2 separate regions of the Sus scrofa genome follow, and region 1 is linked to region 2. Evidence: chromatin contacts called from public Hi-C data. All regions are on one chromosome and are shown on one strand. The core of a region is the stretch at or near the end of the contact, and the rest is flanking DNA. Distances in the headings are between cores, read along the strand shown.

Region 1 (5,913 bases), core at 761-3,260, 39 kb after region 2:
TCTGGGGTAGCTCAGATGCATCTAGAAGGCGGGGTGTGGGGTGGGGCTTCCAGGAACTTCCCACTTGGAGCCCCACCTGCTCCCCATTCCCACCTCCATCCTGCCCGGTTCCCACTGCAGGAGATGAAGTGGCAGGCCCTGGGGGTCAGGGGGTCCCCAGTGCTGATGATGCCTCCAAGACCCCAACTTTCCAGGCAGAGCAGCCGAAAGGCTCCGACAGGCAGGGAAGGCAGCCCTCCGTTCAGGTGCTTGAGCATCTATTTGCATTTTTCCGCGGGTTTGGGGGGCATCCTTCTCTTCGCCCCTCCCCTGCTCTGAACATGTGCCCCACACACCTGGCACCGAGCACATCTTGCCTAATCGTATTTACCTTAGCAACCTTAATCTGTCACTAGCAGGTTCCCTGGGGACAGAGACTCAGCTGGAGAATTAAGTGCGGGAGTCTCACCCCCCCACACCTCCCCACCCCCGCCTCCATGGCGGGGAGCAGGGGAAGCAGGGCTCGGCAGAGGGAGAAGTTGGGCTGTGATGACGCCGTTGCTACAGAGGCCTCGGCTCACAGCAGAAGGAGCCAAAAGCCCCTCAGAGACGCCTGGATGGAGGCAGGGGGCAGGGGGCAGGCCTCGTGGCCCTGCATCCGTCCTGCTGAGGCAGCTTCCTCCAGCGGAGCGCAATTCCCGCGTGAGAACCTAGGGGGTCTCAACAGATGCACCGGATGGGACATCGGGATCCCTTCCTCCAAGCTGTCTGGAGCCACCCTATCAGGAGGGGCGCAGTCACAGCAGCCAGATACCCGCACCTGTCTCGGATCCCTCTTCTTCCCAACCAGGAAGCCCCTCGGCTTGCCTGACTCCCTAAGGTTGCGAATTCCCCTCCCCTGGGGCTCTGTTACTTTGGTTCCGTCCCAAGCCTGGCCCGCTCCTTCTCTCACCGCCCCCAACTTCAGGATGTGAGCTTCTTTACCTGCTGCCAAGGAAACACTCTGGATTTTACCCCAAGCCCAGGCTTTTGCTGTCTGTGCCCAGGGTGCCTGTCCCCAGGAGTGGCCAGGTGCACCTACAGTTCTTATACTGACATGCTCCTGAAACACCTGAGATTTTTCTCACACTGCTGCCTTTCCTTTCGCTGCTATCCCATCCCAGTTCCCTGTCCGTGAACGTTGTAATGATTGTACCCCTGCAGCATGCCAGGGGCCAGAATATTCTACCCACCACTGGCGAGGGAGGTCCTCCTTAGCAGGCCAGGATCAGGGACAGACTCCATTATAGTCTGTTCCCTGGGACCACGGCCTGAGGCCAGAGGGCCACACTTTGTTGCTCCGTAGGGACAGTCATTGGCTGGACGAGGCATCTTCTTTCAGCCAAGAACCATCTCTGGGGAGGAACTGCAGCTGTGAGCCTCAGCAGGTGGGACGTGTTCCCTGGACCTAAAGGTGGACTTGGCCTGGGCACCACAGTGTGTCCACTGCATGCCCATCTCCTTCAAAGGCCTAGAAATGCCTGGAAAACAGCGATTTCACTGAACACGTGGTAACGCACTCGGTACCTAGAGCAAGAATCTATCAACTAGGTGTTGATTCTTCTGTTGAGGAAGGTGGCACTTAGCTCCTTGACTTCCTGTGGGTTTCTTTTGACGCCTCCTTTGCGTGGATAGGCTGACATCACTGCAGGGCTGACTGTGGCCCTGTCCCGTTTAGGGTTCAATACCTGCTTTGTTACACAGGCCATTTCCCCAGGAACTTTCCAGACCTTTCTAGAATGGAGGTGTCAAAAATGGGGAGAGACCGCCACCTCCTGGAGAAAGAAGGCACCTATGGCTTCCTGAGCATCTGGAGCCCCATCGTCCAGCAGAAAGATCCTGGGACCACCCCCCATTTGTGATTTTCAGTTTTCTAGTAGCCACAAGAAAAAAAAAAGCCAAAGGAAACAGGTGAACTTGACTTTAAAATAATATTGTATTTAACCCAATATATAGAAAGTATTTTCATTTCAACAAGTCATCAATATAAAAATTATTGGAGATATTGTATTTATTTATTTATTTATTTTGCCTTTGTAGAGCTCCACCTGCAGCACATGGAGCTTCCCAGGCTAGGGGTCGAATCGGAGCTGTAGCTGCTGGCCTTCGCAGGATCCAAGCCACATCTGCAACCTGCACCACAGCTCACAACGCCAGATCCTTAACCCACTGAGCAAGGCCAGGGATTGAACCCGCAACTTCATGGTTCCTAGTCACATTGGTTTCTGCTGAACCACGACAGGAACTCCTGGAGATATTTTATATTCTGTAGAAGCAACACCGAGTAGTTATGTTGTGAGCCACATGGGAAGTCCAAGAGATATTTTATATTCTGGTTTTTTTCTCCCCTTCCACTGAGTCTCCCAAACCAGTGCTTTTTTTTTTTTTTTTTTTTTTTTAATTTTAGGACCGCACCTGTGGCATATGGAAGTTCCAGGATAGGAGTTGAAACAGAGCTGCAGCTGCTGGCCTATATCACAGCCACAGCAACATGGGATCTAAGCCACATCTGTGACCTATGTCGCTGCTTTCAGCAACACTGGATCCTTAACCCACTGATCGAGGCTAGAGATGGAATCTGAATCCCTATGGACACTGTGTCAGGTTCTTAACCCACTGAGCCGCAATGGGAACTCCTTTTTGTTGTCATTGTTGTTGTCTTTTTAGGACCACACTTGAGGCCTACAGAAGTTCCCAGGCTAGGGGTCAAATCGGAGCTGCAGCTGCCGGCTACACCACAGCCACATCGACTGTGATCTGAGCTGCATCTGTGACCGATGCCACAGGTTGTAGCGATGCTGGACCCTTAATACACCAAGCGAGGCCGGAGACTGAACCCACAACCTCACAGACACTGTGTTGGGTTCCTAACCTGCTGAGCCACGACGGGAACTCCCAGTGTGTTTTTACACTTATAGCCCATGGCAGTTCAGACAAGCCACATTTCAAGTGCTCAAAAGTCACATGTTTTTGGGGGGCACTGCAGTGGGCAGCCCAGATCTAGAAACCGAAGGCTCATAGTGGGGGAGGAGGAGAGCACATGTGCGTGAGTGTGCAAGCGCAGAGGAGCAGGGCGAGAGTGGGTGTGTGTGTGCTGGGAGTGTGCCTGTGGGGGTGGGGTGTGTCTAGGACAAATGGAGAGCTGGGACTTGAGGAGGGACAGAGGAGTCCCAGGGACTGTTGGCACATCTGGGACCTTTGAGAGAGGTTAGCTCTCATTCAGTCATTCCACAGACATCTTTTGTGCACCTACCGTGGGTCAGACCTGTGCTGGACGTTGGTACCAACGTGCAAAGAAGATTTGGTCCCATAGGAGAGAAAGGCATGCAAACAAATGGTTGGAATAGAGGGAAATAAATTAATCAGACGGGTCTGACCAGGGAAGTGGGGAATAAGTGGGAGAAACGGGGCTTCCTCATGGATAAGAAGCGCCCCCTTGGGTATTCTAAGATGAAAAGGGGTTCTTTAGGTAAAATCTTGGGTTGAAGCAGAGGGAAAAAAAAATTCCAAGCAGACAGGGAAGCAAAGGCACAAAGGCACCAAAAAGTCGGGATCCTGGAGTGAGCAGCTCCGGGCACTGGGTGCAGAAGTGGTAGGTAGGTTGGAGGTGGGTGGAAGGAATGGGTTTGTGAAGGCCTCTCCCTGCCTCCGTCTCGTGTCCCGTGGAAAGCCACGGGAAAAAGCTCAGCGGTCAGATGATCATGCTTACATTTTCACTCTCCTGGGAACGAGGTGGCGAGGAAACGACAGGAATGTTTAGGGAAGAGACGGAGGTGAAGGAATGGCAGCAGCTAATGTTGATCAGGCTTGTACCTGGCACGGGCAGGTGCAAAACACCTTCTATTCATCATGTCAGTCAAATTGGCCACAGCCCTCTCAGGTAAGCACTGTTTTTTGTTTTGTGTGTGTGTGTGTGTTTTAATGGCCCCGCCTGCAGCATATGGAGGGTCCCAGGCTAGGGGTCGAATCCGAGCCGCAGCTGCCGACTTACACCACAGCCGCAGCAACGCCAGATCCCAGCTTTGTCTTCAATCCACATCACAGCCCACAGCAACACCGGATCCTTTAACCGACTGAGTGGGGCCAGGGATTGAACCCGCGTCCTCATGGTTACTAGTCGGATTCATTACTTCGGATCCACAACAGAACTCCTAAGTAAGTGCTGTTATTAGTCCCTTTTTACAGAAAGCAAACCAAGGCTCAGAGAAGTAAAATAACTTGCCCAAGGTCACAGAGTGAGTCGGGGGCAGCACAGGCTTCAAACCCACATTCATTTAACTGCAGAACCTCACCCTTCGCCACTGCTCCAGCTCCACCCTCTGACACCCCCGTGGAGCTGCTCCTGGCTGTTCCAGGTCTGGGAGTGTGTGAAAAGGGGGTAGATGGACTGTGACCTGGGCTTTGATGACTTGTGGGGCTCAGTGTTGAGGGCTGACTCCCAGGTGGCCAATTTGGTACCCAGGTGGGTGATGCTGCCGACCAGCTGGATGAAGGCTCTGGGAGAGAAGGAACAGGTGGGGGAGAAGATGTCTCTTTGCACCTGGGGCTGGCTGGTGCTGGCAGTGGCTGGCGAAGAGTGTGGCCTGGTTAGGTCATAGCGGCCCTACTGTGCTGCAGGCTGGTCTGGCGGATTTGCTATCCTTGGCGCCCCTGTATCCTCAGGAAGGAGGAAAGAAGGATGAGCCTGCCAATCTTCGGCTCTCACTCATGGCTCAACGTCTCCACTGTCGCCCCAGCACAAAGTTTTCGCCCAGTGGAGGGCCGTCCATCCTTGGGGTCGGGAGTGAGAATGGCCAAAGGCCAGCTGCTCTGAGGCCTGATTCTGACTCTACTCCAGGGTGACCTTGGGCAAGGTCCATAGTTGCTTCTCCCAGGGCATCAGTGCAAGGAGGGGTAAAGCTCCAGGAACAAGAAGAGCCCTTTTATTTATTTATTCATTTGGCCACACCCATGGCACGCAGAAGTTCCCAGGCCAGGGGCTGAACCTGGGCCACAGCAGTGACCAGAGACACAGCAGTGACAACACCAGGTCCTTTAACTGCTAGGCCATCGGGGAACTCCAAAAGGAGCCCTTTTAACTCCCAAAGCCCGAGATTCTAGAGCAACCCAGAGTGGGAGCCTCAAAGGCATTGCTCTGGCCAGCTGCTGAGGGTTGGCAGTCCCTGGGATGGTTCCCCTCCCACCCGCCTTCCTGGCCAAAGCCCCCAGCGCTGAAGGCAGCCTGGAGCCCCCAACACTCACTGCAGGGTAGAAGGAGCTTCAGGCCCCTCTGGATTTGCTCCTCCAGGAGGTTTGCAGAGGCCAGGCAGGGTGGGGCTCCCCCAGGGGGCAGTGTGAGAGGCGCCCAGTGGCTGGTTAAGATAGGGGCGAGATGTGGCCTGCTTCCCCAAGATCAGTTCACTCTGCTGCCAGCTCTGCTGCTTCCAGCACCGGGCCAGCCCCTTCGCAAGGGGAGTGGCCAGGCTGGCTCAGTTTCCAGCAGGCACATTTGTAAATAAGCAAAATACTCCCCAGAAGCATCTCTGTTTCCCAGGAAGGGCTAGGTGGCGAGGCCATGGAAGAAGGGGGTTTCTCCATTGGGGAATGAAGGCTTTTTTTTCATTCAACAATTAGGAAATCGAGGCATTCCCACTGTGGCACCATGGGATTGGGAGCGTCTTGGGAGCCCTGGGACGCAGGTTCAATCCCTGGCTGGGCATGGGGGGTTGAGGATCCAGTGACCCTGAAGCTGTGGCTTAGGTCACAGCTGCAGGTCAGATCTGAACCCTGGCCAGGGAAACTCCATATGCCGTGGGGCAGCCAAAAAAAAAAAAAAAAAAAAAAAAAAGAAAGAAAGAAAAATTAGGAACATGAAAATTAGGCAGGGGCTTCCATCCCGGCTCATTCCACCTGCCA
Region 2 (5,784 bases), core at 685-3,184:
TAAAAATAATGCAGGCCCATGGCATGAAATGAAAAGCAAGTCCGTTTTTCCCCTCTTCGTGCTCTCTTCGTGCTCACTCCACAAACATACTTCCAGAGAGGTTTCTGTGGCTCTACCAGCATTTATATATATAATGACCCTTTAACTGTAGGTAAATGCAGTTACACTAAACGTGCCTCTTGCTCCTTGACACTTAACGCATCTAGGCTGTATCCAAATCAGCAGAGAGCGAGTGAGCTCCCCACTGTTCACAGCTGAGTGACATGACTGCAGATTATCCCCTGCTCTGTTTAATGCCCTGCCTGCCGGCTGGACAGGTGCTTGCTGTTGCAGCCAAGCCTGTGATAAGCAGCCCAGCACCTGCACGCTGGGCAGCGTGCCCTGTTTCTTTCTTTTTTTTTTTTTTTTTGTCTTTTTAGGGCCGCACCCGCGGCCTATGGAGGTTCCCAGGCTAGGGGTCGCATCAGGGCTACAGCTGCCGGACTACCCCACAGCCACAGCCACACCAGACCTGGGCCCCATCTGCCACCTACCCCACAGCTCACAGCAACGCTGGATCCTGAATCCAGGGATCGAGGCCGGGGTCGAACCCGCATCCTTATGGATCCTAGTCAGGTTTGTTAACTGCTGAGTCACAAAGGGAACTCCCCAGCGTGCCCTGTTTCTGATGGGACAAATCCATGACATCGGCCGCCACCTGGAATCCCTCCACTCCTCCTGGGGGCTCCTGCAGGACCACTCGCCAGAGTCTACCGTCGGATGGTGACTGAGTTAAGTCCAGCTGCTCGACCTCTCTCTCTCTCTCTGCCTCCTCTGTCTCAGCCCTGCAATGGAGGTGATAGAAAGGGTACCACTTCTGGAGCTGTCTCAAGGGTGGCGTGTGCTAGATAACGTGTTAGACCACAGGGGTCAGGGGAAGGATTCGGGACGGCTTGCTGCCCTTCCTGTCATTGTTCCTTGAGTGCTTCATCTCCCCGGCAGAACACCGGCTCTCCTCGTGGGGCTCTGGTCTTCTCTGTACCCCGCAGCTTCCCAAGATTTGGATGCTGTGGGTGCCAGATACGTGGTCCCCGCTTGTGCTCCTGCCGAGGGATCCTCCAGCTTCGGCCCACCCTCCACTCCCCAAAGCCTTTCTCTGGCTGATCTTCCTTCTCTTTACTCCCCACCCCCACCCCTACCTGCCCTCTCACCCCACCCCCCACCCCTGTCCAGGTTAGTGATAACAGGGGTGCTGGGGGGGTTCCTCAGGAGCTCTGCAAAGGATCAAGGTCTGGACCCACCCTGAGACCAACACCATGGCCAGATTCCTGTCCCCAGGCTTCCAGACCTTGCCCCTCTCCCCGGAGGCTTGAGTATCACATCAACCTCTGGTCCTCCAGGCTGGCGAGGCCTGCTCCAGGGGGAAGGCGAGATGATAAGAGCCGGCCCAGGGCTGAGAAAGGGACATCTGGCCTTGGGAGCTCAGCCCGGATCCCGCCCCCAACACACCCACCCACACAATCGTTTAGTTCATCTAGTCTGAAGGGGGAGGCTAGGCGGGTCCTTGGCCTCCAAGGAGGGAGATGGGTGCCCCCTGCCCCTGGAGGTAGTCAGACCCTGAGCAATCCTGGCACCAGCAGGGGTCAGCCCGGGCCACAGCTACCCAGTGCGTCAGAGTAGATGGGTCTGCACTTGCCTCTGGGAGCGGGGAGGTGCAGGAATTTTTGGCTCAGGCTGCAGGGCAGCTGCTTGAGGGACTCTGCAGGGGTGGGGCCAAGTGGACTGTGCCTGCCCCCACCCCAGGGAAGCAGCAGAGCTAGGGGAGAAATTGCAGCAGAGGAGGGAGATCAAGAGTCAGAGCAGAGCTTCTCTGGGCTGAGAGCAAATAGAGACTGGCTTGGAGGAGACATTGGGGACCTCCTGTGATAACAGTAAGAGCAGTCTGAGTTTCAACGGCAGCTGCTAACAATTAGAAGTGAGTACCCTCTAAGGGGCTTCTTACAAAAGCCCCATGTTTTTTTTTTTTTCCTTTTTCAGCCACGCTGGAGGCATATGGAAGTTCCCCAGCCAGGGTTCCCATACCAGCCACAGCTGCAACCCCCCACTACAGCTGCGGCAACACCTGATCCTTAACCCACTGCCCCACAGTGGAAACTCCTACCTCTATTTTATTTTAGTTTTTATTTTTACAGACTAGGGAAGTTTTCAGGCTAGGCGTCGAATTGGAGCTGCAGCTGCAGACCTACGCCACAGCCACAGCAACACTGGATGGGAGCTGCATCTGGGACTTTTCCTGCAGCTTGGGGCAACGCTGGATCCTTAACCCACTGAGCAAGGCCAGGGATAGAACTGCATCCTCATGGATACTAGTCGGGTTCTTAACCCGCTAAGCCACAACGGGGAACTCCGGAATCTCCAGATCTTGACATCTTTCCTCTGCGTCCGTGGCAGGAATCCATGCGAACCAAGATTCTGCCCCATCAGGAAGGTTCTGCGTCATTGGAGCAGAGGCAGCGCGGGTGTTTTACTGAGTCTGCCCTAAAGAAGATTCCTGTGACTCGTCTAGAGACCCCGCCGTCCACCCAGGCACCCAGCCAGAGCTTCTCCCAGCGGCAAACCCTAGGCACGCTTCTGTCATTGGCACCAGCTCTGGACTTAATGCCGAGGGAGGGTGGGGGCAGGGGAAGTTGAGTAAGACCCGTCCTCAGCCTTGGAAGGCGCCTCCGCCTCGGGAGGATGCGGAGGAGGGCGCGTTGGCGGTAACGGAGAGTCGCGGGCAGGGGCAGAGATGAGAGAAGGCTTCCTGGAGGCAGAAGCTGCAACAGGACTCACAGGCGAGACCTTCCAAATGTGTTTCAAGGAAAGGGTGAGGGCTAAAAGGTCCGGGGGAACAGGCTTGTTTGACCTAAGGATGAAGGCGCTGGAGGGAGGGTATGGGAGATGGCTGTTACTGGAGTGGTTTTTCTAGAGGGTTGACGTGATCGTGGCACTTCGGACCTAGATTTTTCTCTTTGTCGGGGGAGGAGAGGATGGCGCCCGGAAGACGAGCTCCAGCGGAAAATAGGGCTCTGCCCGGGCTGAGACACCACTGGATCCGTCGCTGGGCACCGCTGCCCCAGGAACCGCAGAGCAGGACACTGGCGTCCAGCGCGGACCCGGCCCGGGCCGGCCCGCCCCGCCCCGCCCCCCGGCACCAGGCCCCGCCCCAGGCCCCGCCCCCGCCCCGCCCCCTCCCCCGCCGCCCCGCGCAGGTAGGGAAGAGGCGGAGCGCCGGGGCCCCGCCCCCAGGAGCCACCGCCCAGCCGCTGGCCGGCGCCGCTCGGAGCTGCGTCCTGGGGACTTGGGGCCGCAGGGAGGTGAGCGCGGGGCAGCGGGCGGGGCCGGGCTCGCGGCAGCCGGGCGGCCGGTGCCAGAGGGGCCGCGGGATTGCGCCGGAGCACGCCTTGGGGCGGCGGTGCGCGGCGGCGAGGGGGCCGGCCTGCGGAGTTCTCGGGCCCCACGTGGGCCAAGCCTGGGGCCAGAGGCCAGGGCTGGACTTCAAGGGGCCGCTGGACCGGGTGTGCTGGCTTCTTGTGCTCGGCTGGGACGAGGCGCCTAAGGGGTTCGTGGGCCATGGGTCACCAGAGATGGGGGCATGACAATTGGGCCGAAGTTTAAAGTCCCGGGAGGAAGAGAGGGGACAGCCCTAGGGCCGGACCGCGCCGTCCCGCCTTCGTCCCAGAAGCGCCTGGAATTCATACCTTCTGCTCCCCTCCCCTTTCTCCTGGGTGAGCAGTCGCGGCCGGGGCGGGGTTTTTCGGTTCAGCCTGCCGCCGAGGTGGAAACAGGTGCGGCCGGGGAGGCTTCTTGCCAGGCTGGTCCAGAGCTCAGAAACTGGACCCCAAAGTCCTGATTTTTCGGCAGAGAGGCTTGGGAAGGCTGCCCCGCTCCGGTTCCCCCGGGGCTCTGCGTTAGGTTAGGGAGGGACTCGTCTTTAGGTCGCAGACTCTCTCCACCCCCACCCCCCCACCCCCCGCCAACTCCAGGGCAGAGGGGACCCTAGGTATCAGCCTAACTGGGTGAAAAGCCAAGGGGGAGGGCCTAGAGTTGGAGCCCCTGCGAGGGAATGTCTAAGGAGCGGAGGGATTGCAGGATCGACCCCACATGCGGCAGCTGTTTGCCAAATGGCTAGATTTAAGACCCTGTGTGGGTGGCTTTTGCTGGTCATATAAGGAGCCCAGCGGCTGTGTTATGTCTCTCACTCCCTGTAGGAAAGGCAGAGGGAAGAGTGGAAAGTGAAACTTGTTTTAGAGCAGTAGTCTTCAGCCGGGCATTTTTTTTTCCTGCCAGGGAACATTCAGCAATGTCTGGAGACCTTGTGGTTGTCACAACTCAGGGGAAGGGGCCAGTGTTGTTGCTACTGGCCGCCGGTGCATAGAGGCCAGGGAGGCTGCGAATCATCCTACGGGACGGCCCCCACCGCAAAGAATCCCCCAGCTGTCCATAGTGCCCTGCTGTGGTTGAGGGACCCCGGTGCAGCCCCTGGTCCGTCAAGTTCTGTATTGACTGCCCCACTCCCTGCCTCAGTTTCCCCAGGGGTTAGAGAAGGAACTTGGAGTATAGCCTAAATGAGATACATGGTTCCCAGCTTAAACCACGGGCCCTGCAGGAAGCCGGTCTGGGTGCTGTGGTGGGAGGAGCTGAGACCAAAGGGCTGCGAACTGGGGCCCTCTCACGGCTCTGTCCTGGAGTGCTTCACCCCCAGGGCGCTTCCCACGCAGGGGGGAACCAGGACAGCCCTGGAGTTCAAATATCCCCATAGGGTCTGGTGGGGGGGGGTGGTGTCTGTTCTCATACATTTTCCCAGCACTGGTTTGCTGAGGCGGCCGTGGACGCCTGGCACCGTGTGACCTGCTGTGATTTTTCCCTTCGGAATCCACACCTAACCCCTTGGGCACTTAGACCAGGAAACTAATATCCAAGGAATAACAGGATGCTAATTCCTCGTGGCCCCCCAGTCGACCTCCCTTCTGCGGTAAGAAGTGCCACTGTGCCACTGGGGACCCTGGGTTAGACAAGAGGCCCACGCTGGGCCCAGCTGCTGGTGGAGGGTGGTGCCCCCGCTCGGGGTGTTAGCTGAGCACCAGTGAAGATGGAGGGTACCAGGGCCGCAGGCCAGGGAGGCCCCCCCGTACGGGTGCCCCTGAGTTATTTGAGTTGGGCTCAAGGAGTGTGCTCCTGCTTTTTTGTGGTGGCGGGGGGCGGGGGCGGCTGTCACAGAGGGGCTGGGCGGGACGAAACAGCCCAGGCCACCAGGCCACCTCTTCCACTTCCCAACAGTAAACATTACCTCCCGCACCCCCGTCCCGTTCACTTCGGGACCTTGGCCTCCTGGCCTGGACCCTTTGGTCCCCTTGGGCACTTTCTACTTTAATTTTTGCTTTTTCGGGCTTCTTTTGGCCTTTTAACTTTAAAAATCTAATGTGAGACTTCCTCCCTTTCAGCTAAAAACAAACCAACCCATAATAGCGGCCCCCATAAAAAAAAAAAACCCATAAGAGTGGTCCCCATAAAAAAAAGCCCGTAATAGTTGCCCCATCTCTGTGTGCCTCTTAAGGCACCAAGCAGCACCCAGACTTGCATAGAGATGTTCAGGAAGTGACCTGGGCTGTCCATTCCCAGGCCCAGCCCTAAAGCCTTGTGCCACTTGCGGGCAAACAGACTGGCAGGTGACTCCTACCGGGCTCACTCATTTCTGCGCTGCATCAGTACCTGGTGTCACACACACACACACACACACACGCATGCGCAGGCTCACTGCCCAGG

Evidence for each region. Hi-C and Micro-C count contacts between places; a contact is called where the count stands out from the background.
Region 1: a contact with region 2 is called in a Hi-C map of embryonic fibroblasts, with 5 times the contacts expected there. The contact joins the promoter of LOC100518330 here to the promoter of RHBDF2 in region 2. A contact is called at or near these places in 2 of 5 promoter capture datasets (fetal liver and liver), 34 of 47 Hi-C or Micro-C datasets (adipose tissue, alveolar macrophages, blood and 15 more) and 2 of 2 datasets of contacts at active chromatin or transcription factors (alveolar macrophages and skeletal muscle).

What each region holds. Positions count from the first base shown.
Region 1 is chr12:5,045,616-5,051,528 of Sscrofa11.1, forward strand. LOC100518330 (serotonin N-acetyltransferase) reads right to left here and starts at 2,011. Exons shown (of 3, transcript XM_005656910.3): 1 at 1-2,011.
Region 2 is chr12:5,006,600-5,012,383 of Sscrofa11.1, forward strand. It overlaps RHBDF2 (inactive rhomboid protein 2), which reads left to right and starts at 1,935. Exons shown (of 19, transcript XM_021066584.1): 1 at 1,935-1,954.